Regions from separate parts of the Zea mays genome. Here region 1 is linked to region 2. The links are chromatin contacts, called in public Hi-C maps. All regions are on one chromosome and are shown on one strand. The core of a region is the stretch at or near the end of the contact, and the rest is flanking DNA. Distances in the headings are between cores, read along the strand shown.

Region 1 (4,563 bases), core at 372-2,871, 210 kb after region 2:
CCGGCTGCGGCAGCGGCACGGCAGCAGCAGAAGCAGCACTACCGGCGACGGCGGTGGTGGGCCTCGCGGGCGTGATCTGGTACTGCGCCCTGGTGGCGGCGTAGTACTGGCGCTGCTGGTCCATCTCCGCGTCGCCGAGGATCTTCTCGATGCTGCTCGGCTCGCGGTACAGCGGGATGTTGATCAGCGCGCCCGCCGCCGGGGACGCCGGCTCCGCGTGCGGCCGCGACCGCCCGAAGCCTCCCCATCGCTTCTTCTCCCAGCCGTGCGCGTGAGTAGACGGGTACTGCGCTACCAGCTGATGCACCTGCACGCACGACAATTTGCCATTGATGGAGCACGTTACTCCACAGCAATCAACACTCAACCCAAATTCTTTTGAGTTCCTTCCTTTAAACTAGGTTGATTTGTCTTTGCTGTGTTACTGGTGAGAAAAATCTGCTTCGAAACGTAGCTAACACATGCATATAATAATCAATCAATCAATTAGGGTCGATTTTGGAGTACCAACTTACATTTGTTGGCTTCTCCTTGGGGCTTGAGGTGAAGGCCTTCTTGAGCGCAGTGAACCAATTTCCCTTCTTACCCATCTCCGCCTTAACATTTCTCCTTGCTACCGTCCTTTAACATTTCTCACTGCCAGGGAGGGAGGCCTGTAGTGTAATTCCATGAACAACGGGACGAGTGAGAAAGTTTGCATCATTCGTTCATCATTCCATTTTTTTAAAAGTTCAAGCATCTTACGTTTAGTTAAAAATTATAGAGATAACTATATAGATTTATGACATCAAATAGTTATACTATAAAAATATAATAATAAATAATGTAACAATACTTATTTGATATACAAAGCGTCAGTATTTTATTATATAAAATTTACTTAAACTTGAGATGTTTTACCTCCTCAAGAAAGTTGGAATGACCTACAATTAGAAGTAGAAGGGGTAATAAATAAATCTTTGGCCTTGGAAAATCGTAAAGTAATCGAGGCAAGAATAAGAAATTAGCCTGACGCTTTGTTCTGAAGGAACGACCTGTGTCTGTCTAATAACTAGCACACGAACACGGCACTAACAGTCTGTAAAGTTGAACTTTGAATGTGTGGTAATCCTTTACGGACTCATGGAGTCATGGTACCCGACATCGCTATCATTTCTACTGTACTTATATTTTTTTTGTGCAGTGTAGAAGTGTAAAAAAAATTACAGTAGTGCTGCGCAATTCAGCAGCCACTGAGAAACTTAGCATGATTTGTATATTTACAGTGCATCATAGCAGGGGACATGGTAATTTTCAGTGTGGGAAAAAGAAAAAAAAAAGAAACAAAACGAGAAGATGGTGTGAAGAACCAAAGGTGCATACCTTGTTTACAGCCCTCAGTCCCACATGCCACAACCTCTCCAAGATCTTGCTCGCACTTCACCAGAGCTGCAATGCAGTCCTTCTCCTAATCTCCTTCCAGTCAGTGACCCTCTTTATTATGCTCGCTGGTATAACACCCCTCACAAAATCATGCCCGTCTGTGCACACACGACCGCTCTCAAGGCCATAGCGCGCGGTCTAGCTAGCTGTTTACAGGCGTCGACAGACCGCAGCACCTCCTGGCCATGGCCTCTTTCCTTGGAACTCTCCGCACTTGGTGAGAGGGACCGCGTCTTATAGATTTCTTCTTGGTGGTGGCCTGGTGGGGGTGGTGAATGGGAGTGCATGCCCACTTACTTCCCTACTCGATGACATGACACCCGGCCAACCTTGCTTGATTGCCAAGCCTCGAAAGGGCAGCACTTTGCTGCAGTGCAGGACTGCAGGGGCTTGAGGGTCACACTGTTTCGTTGTGCCTTGCCTTTGCCTTGCCAATGCTGTAGGAGTACTTCAAGCATGTATGTGTCCTTTTGGGGACCCCTGCCATGTGTGATGCATACTTTATAGTTGTACAACATGGACTGTGCAGTTGTACGCAGGCTAGTAAAGGCTGCAACTCGATTGGTCGAGAGAATATCCTGTATAGTATTTTGTGAAGTCTACAAGAAGGTATGGTAGGTTGTAGTAGCAGGTATGTTTCACTATCGTCACTGGTGGTCTACTGAACTACAGCAGTATGAGAAAAATACTAAATACACTAATACAGTACTTATCTGTTTTTTTTTGGGGGGGGGGGGGTTGGGGGGGGGATTCTTTTGCTTGGTTCATAAAGATCAGTGTGTGTGGGATCTGAACTGTAGGCTAAATTCACGGCTACTGATACGACAGACAGACAGACGTGCATGCTTACCTTCACCTAACAGTCACTGTTCATCTGTTATTGCGCGCCACAGCCATGTCTGACGGATACTAATTACGCATGATTCGATTCTGCGGATTTTTTTTGACGTGGGAAATGATGCTGTCATGATCGCGCGCTGGCTGTTGGTTAAAACTCGGAAGCTTTTCTGTAAGGTAGGATATATAGACACTATATCCTGTATTATCTATAGCAGCCACTCAGCTAGCAGCCAGCCTCATCTCATTCGATGATGATGGCTATGTCATTGCCCACACGCTTGCTTGAGCACGAATCCTCTCCGACCCAGCGCGATGATCCACTTCCAACTGTCACCCTGATTAGCAGCGTTTTGTCTCGATGAAGTAACCGTCGTCGACAAGCTGCAGCTGCAGCTGCAGCTGCAGTTGCAGGCGGCTTCTCTCTCACTGAGCGCTGAGCAATTTCATTTTCGGTTGTAAATATATATAGTCTTACCATTTTCGTTTCCATTTCCGACAAAGTTTTGAAATCTTTATTTCCTATCTACCAAATGTTCTCGAAGCTTGTTTGTTGGCAACCGAAATTTCAAACATCACTTGTCGCCGGCTAGTTCATATTCGAAGTAAAACGCGACAAATAAAAAAAAAAGAACGTAAGGAGTAGTATTTATACAAAATTACAAGAAGGAAAGAGACCGAAACCAGTCACGTAGCGACAGCATTGACCCAGGCTATGATCTCCCTCTCCCTTACATGAGTGGAACGTGTTGTAAAAGAAGGGGAAAAATGTTGTTGAGAGTGGCTAGCTTATTAAGCGCCGATCGAGAGGAGACTACTCTTGAGATCGAGTGGGGGGGTGGGGGAGGGGGCAGTAGTCTTGCTTGCAAGGTACTCCAGCTGACAGAGACGAGAAATTGCAACTTAACATCTCGTAAGATAGATGCCTATTAGCTAGCTATAGCTAGTTGGGTCCCTGGTCGAAATCAGGGCGTGGCTTATTAGTGCTGGGAGTTGGCTCCTAACAACGCATGTATTGTTTGTAGGCCAACGTCTTCATTTGATGGCCTCATATTGTCTCCTCATCTCGGCAACGACTATATCTGCCTCCTGCACTGCTGCTGCGTCACCTCAGCCCCCGACGACGTTGCTTCTTCTTGCTACAACATACATACACATCGCACTAGTAAAGAAGAGAGCAGGGCGCGCCTTTTCTGCTTGGTTCTGGAAATTTAATTATCTGAAAGAGCAACCAGTTGGGGCTGTTGGGCTCGAGTGCACTACTTGTTTGTTAAAAAAACCATAACCGAAGTCCCACATGCAAATATATACTACTACTTTTTTTACAGTTGTAACTGAAAAGCACTGGAAAGCTGAAGCAGCTATTACTGAATTTTGGTTCCTTGCAGGGTACAGTCGATGCGGCTGAAGCTAACCCTTCTGATAGGTTTCACACACCTAACGCCGAGGATGCATCACACGCATGCATGTATGCAATGCATACTCTAGGAGCTGCCGGTGGCGGTGAGTAGGGATGGATGGATGGATCAGAAAGAAGAATACATAGATAACGTATCTAATCTAGTCAGAGAGAGAGAAAAAATTTAATGTGTCTTGATACAGAGCAGAAGCCAGACGGCACCGTTCGTGTGTTCTTATTTGGGCCACACTTTATGGGCCTTTGGACGCACAATTCTTTCTCAATGAGAGCATCAGTTTTTTTTCCTGGGCCCTGTAGGCCTATTTTCTGCAGCTCGTGTCTCAGACAACGAGGCGTATCTAATGACATGTAGGGGTGTTTGGTTAGAGGGACTAAACATTAGTCTCTAGTTTTTAGTCTCATTTAGTCTCTTTTTTGCCAAACACTATGACTAAAATATAGACTAAAATGATTTAGTCTTTAGTCCTTCACATAGGTGCTAAAAGAGACTAAAAGCACATAATTATCATGTTGCCCTTACCTTTTTTGTATGGATAACTAATATTATGATTATATTCTAAGGGCATTTGAGTCTTTGAACATTGTATTTAATAACTTTAGAATATGTTTAGTCCCTAGAACCAAACATGTAGGGACTAAAGTTTAGTTCTAGGACTAATTGAAACCAAACATGACCGTAGTTCATGTCATGCATGTCAACGAGCCGCGGTTCCAGAACTCGTGCCCAAAAAATTCGGAACACGCGCACTGCGCACAGCATTCTTCTTATAAGTAGTATACTTCAGAACTCCTACCTCTATTTCGCTCGAGCGTGGCAGTCAAAAGCCAGCTAAGACTGTGTTCAACCGTGTCCTCTAAATTTCTCTCCCTATATCCACTTACGT
Region 2 (4,412 bases), core at 1,089-3,588:
ATTCATTTGTTTCTTTGTTTTTGCATTGGTTTGTGTTAATTTATTTTTTTATTGCATCTATTGTATCCATTCACTATAAATCAATGACCAAACACACTTACGTTCATGGCAATGTTTTCAAGTCGGACAGCTTGCTGGTTGTTCTACCTGACCGACTAGGACGATTAATCGCGATTAATCACGATTAGTCGGACGACTTGGGCGATTAACCGTGATTGGTCCAACCCGACTTGAACGATTAATCGTGACTAATCGCGATTAATCGGACAACTTGAAAACATTGGTTCATGCTAGAAAGCTACACTCATTCCCTTCAATGTTTTGTTTGGCGCTTTTCATTTCTAACAGAAAATATGACCAATTTCATTTTCAATTGATCAGATCAGTTTAGTCATCATATGACAAAACTTATACAAGTTACTCCATAGTCCATACTGTAAAGCTCATAGATTACACAAAACTGCTACTGGCTGGCACAATCATGGCGCGACAAAGCGCGCCCAGGTTTTCTAATGCAGAATGAAAGAGAAATGAAGTTTCACAGTTTCACTTACATCACGCAGTTTGTTGCGGGGAAGCATGCGCAGCACAGCTTTGCGAATCACTTCAGTTGGGTCTTTCTCCATCTGGTCCTTGAGCCTCCTTTCCTTCAAATGGCCAACATACCTATTTGGGAATAAACACATAACAAGAGAAAGTTAACAAAAATCTCATAAATAATGTAACCAACAAATTTTTTGCTGGGTACTAACCCTGTATGCCAGTAGTAAATCTTATCTGTCATTTTCCTTCCTGTAACACTGATATCCTGTGCATTAAGTACAATGCACATGTCTCCATTTTCCACATGTGGCGCATAGGTCGGTTTATCCTTGCCTTGAAGCACAACGGCTATTTGGGAAGCCAATCGTCCCAGCACCTATATCACATAGAAAATTTACCTCGTAGCCTCTATCCTTCTTGAGATAAGTTCATCCATGCTACTCAAGCTAGAAAAACAATCCTAACCTGACCCTTAGCATCAAATACGCGCCATCGAAGCCCATCTAAATTGATTCTTCTCAGACCTGCAAGTGCTTTCTGCACATATCAAAAAGGAAGCAACCGTCAGTGCTAGTACTTGACTGAACATGATGTGAACTGCGGATTCAGAAATAACATTCCATAACTAGAGATTCTGCTTGCAGAACTATTTTACTTTTCAGGTGAAAAGAAAGAAACACGTGCTTCTTCACTCATGCAACATGGCCACACATAACAAAGCATTGTTTTTTGCTCACTTTGTTGACAAAACAAACAGAAAAGGTACTTAAGTTCTGCATATACTCCCAGCGCATTACTAAATATGTTGAAATAATTTAGTCGCAGGCTCAGGAAATTTACAAAATCACATAATAACTAGCAAAGGTGGCTGAATATGCATAAACCTACAATGTCCCATTTCATATCTCAGAAGAGATAGATAAACCTAAGCCGTTTGGCTGCACTTCAAGCCACTAATGTCTGCCTCTGTGAGCATAAAAGACTGTGGTATAGCTGCTGAACAGGGACATAGAACACGACAAGCAGGGGAGATAAAATGGTAGATAAGGTTCAGGCTACAACCAATTCAATCAACTAAAAGGATGCCCAATAAAATTATAACATTCGCAGTCATAGGCGGACTCACCGCCCAGGCGCCACAGGCCACTGCGTGTGGGTGTGGCTGCCTCGCCGCCTCAAAGGAGCACATAAGTCCAAATATTTGAACCCAGATGATAATCCCGCCTATAGTTATTAGCAGTTAATAATCTTGCATAGGTTGTATTTCTGGGTCCGCCATTGTTCGCAGTCACGTTAACCCAATATCCATGTCCAGGAGTGTTGGAGCTATTGACTGCAGAGAACTGAATCTACTGCTAAGCGCAAAATGGAGCTCTGAATGCCACGGACGCCAGCCCCCCGATTCAGCACAGCTCGGCGGCAAATCATCCATGCCCCTCCGGAGGAGATTGAAGGTAGGCGGATGGGGCCGGAGGAACAAAGGATTCTTTGAATGGCGGAAGACGGCTGGAGACGCAACGCGCCCGCGTAGAAACCTGCGACGTCGCTTGTGGATGGGGGTGGTGGCCATGGGTGGTGTTGATGCCGCGCCCGCAGTGCGCCGGAACCGGCAGAGTGTGACCCGAACCGAACCGGGCAATGGCAGATGGGGATCTTTTAAGCACTCACCTTCAGGTTGCCCGTGAAGGCCGGTGGCATCGCAGCCATGTGAACGATGGCCGGCGCCGGCGCCGGCGCCGGCGGTTAGAGAGATGCGGGCGAGCAAGGGTGTCACGGTGCTTCCCCGGAGCACTTCTTTCCTTTCTCTCTAGGCCGTCTAGGGTTTAACCGTTCAAGGGCCTGATTAATGGGCCACTGTCTTCTGTTACTTTTGTTGTGTGGATCAGAGCAGAGCAGGACGGGCACTGGAAGAGAATTGAGGAAATCTATTCAATGGCATCCAAACTTATACTAATTCTTTCAATACTGTTAAAATTTATAGCTTCCTTTTAATACCATTAAATTTAAATTTTAATACCTTAAATACCATTATAGAAAAATTCCTGTTATGTCATCAGATTTTATACTCATTCTTTATGTGCTACTGAATGACATGTAGGTATATTTTTTTGTGTGTATGACATGTGGGGCCAGTGGCACACAAGTAACGGGTATATTTTCTGATGGCATACAGAGAATTGGCCCTATCATTATCGTTAGTTCTATTTTGAGCAAATTTCTCTAATGCCATCAAAATCTATATTAATTTCTTTAATGCCACTAGAAATTGGTTTGATCTATTTGGATTTTAAAAATTCAAGAATAAAAAATATGGACTAGATTTTTAAAATTTCACGATTTTTTTAAAACTTCAGTACATATTTTTTGTAAACACCAAAAATTACTCCACTATATCAATTTGGTCTATTTTATTCCTATTTTTTAACTAACAACAAACACTAATGATAACAAAGGGAGCCAAATTTTAAAATCAATGTGGTATATTCGCGTTTCAAAAATTTTGGGTTCTAAAAATGTGGATAGAAGTTCTAAACAATATTTAAATAATTTTTTAAATTTCACTACATATTTTTTTAGAACCCAGAAAGCTATGTGTTTATTCATTTATACCAATTTGATCTATTCAATTTTTCATATATAATTTTTCAAAATTATTAGGAAGCAAATAGATCAAACTAACATATTGAAGTAATTTTGGAGTTTCAAAAAGTATGGGCTGAAGTTTTTTTTTAAATAGTGGAATTCTAAAAATTTAGTCTAGATTTTTTTCTGGAATTTTTAAAACCCAAATAGACCAAACTATTTTCTAGTGTCATTAAAGGGATCAGTATAGATTTTGATGGTATTGAAGGGATTTGTTTTAAATGGAACTAACGGCGTTAGCTTCAAACCAACGGTGATGGCATTGAAAAGATTAAAATTTAAATTTAATGGCATTAGAGGGAAGCTATAAATTCCAATGGTATTGAAGAGATTGGTATAAATTTGAATGGCATTGAAGGGATTTTCTCAAGAGAATTTCGGTCCAGGTTTGGTATGGCTTTGCGGCTGCACTACTCTGAGCGGACACTGCGAATGGATTGAGGTGGTCGCTCAAACCAGCTAATAATTTATTAACTCATTTGTTCGTTTTAGATTAAAGTCGGCTATTTAGATTGATACAGCTGTAATTCATAAAGACAAACACTATAGAAACAATAGAATCTGGTATGGATTAAAAACAAGCGAACAAGCTAGCCTAAGTAATTGAGTGTGTAATGGTTGCTTGGGACGCTATAGGACCGTATTATCGCGGTATTGGGCTGTAATAAGTGGATTAGCCAGTGTATTAGCTGGATTAGCAGGTGAGGGTGACAATCTATAAATGTTGTAATGATTGTTCAGAGGAGTATATTGAATGAAATAGGAAAACAGACTCCTGAACAAACTTATATGTGTCTCGTCGGCGACCTCTAGAGAGGCTCACGCCTCGGCGAATCGCCGTTGTGGCCTGATGAACTATTAAGGTATAAGACTGGCTCCAACAAGGTCCACTAAAGGGTTCTCTACCCTAAATATAGAGGATCAAACGGTCCTCTACGCTCTCCAGCAACGTCCTCTAAACGGTCCTTTAAATTTAGAGGACGCTGCTGGATTCTCTATATATAGAGTTTCTCTAAACGATCCTCTATTCATTTGACTGCTTTAAATAACCGGTTTAGCAAAACTAAAATATGTACAATATATTTGAGAGTATGATAAATACGTATGTACAAAAAATAAAATTAAAAAATGTCTTTAATATGGGTATTTGAGTATAGAGAACGTGATTTAGAGAACGTTGTTGGAGAGAAATGAGATATAGAGGATGAAATCTTTTAGAGGAGACT

What was found. A called contact is a pair of places that touch in the nucleus more often than the background predicts.
Region 1: a contact with region 2 is called in a Hi-C map of tassel, with 2.4 times the contacts expected there. The contact joins the promoter of LOC100286093 here to the promoter of LOC100273323 in region 2. A contact is called at or near these places in 7 of 25 Hi-C or Micro-C datasets (bundle sheath, ear, endosperm and 3 more) and 1 of 3 datasets of contacts at active chromatin or transcription factors (leaf).

What each region holds. Positions count from the first base shown.
Region 1 is chr8:170,677,269-170,681,831 of Zm-B73-REFERENCE-NAM-5.0, forward strand. It overlaps LOC100286093, which reads right to left and starts at 1,622. Exons shown (of 6, transcript NM_001361378.1): 1 at 1,363-1,622; 2 at 516-653; 3 at 1-307. The coding sequence starts at 590.
Region 2 is chr8:170,471,246-170,475,657 of Zm-B73-REFERENCE-NAM-5.0, forward strand. LOC100273323 reads right to left here and starts at 2,339. Exons shown (of 5, transcript NM_001147764.2): 1 at 2,212-2,339; 2 at 1,009-1,080; 3 at 753-919; 4 at 555-666. The coding sequence starts at 2,250.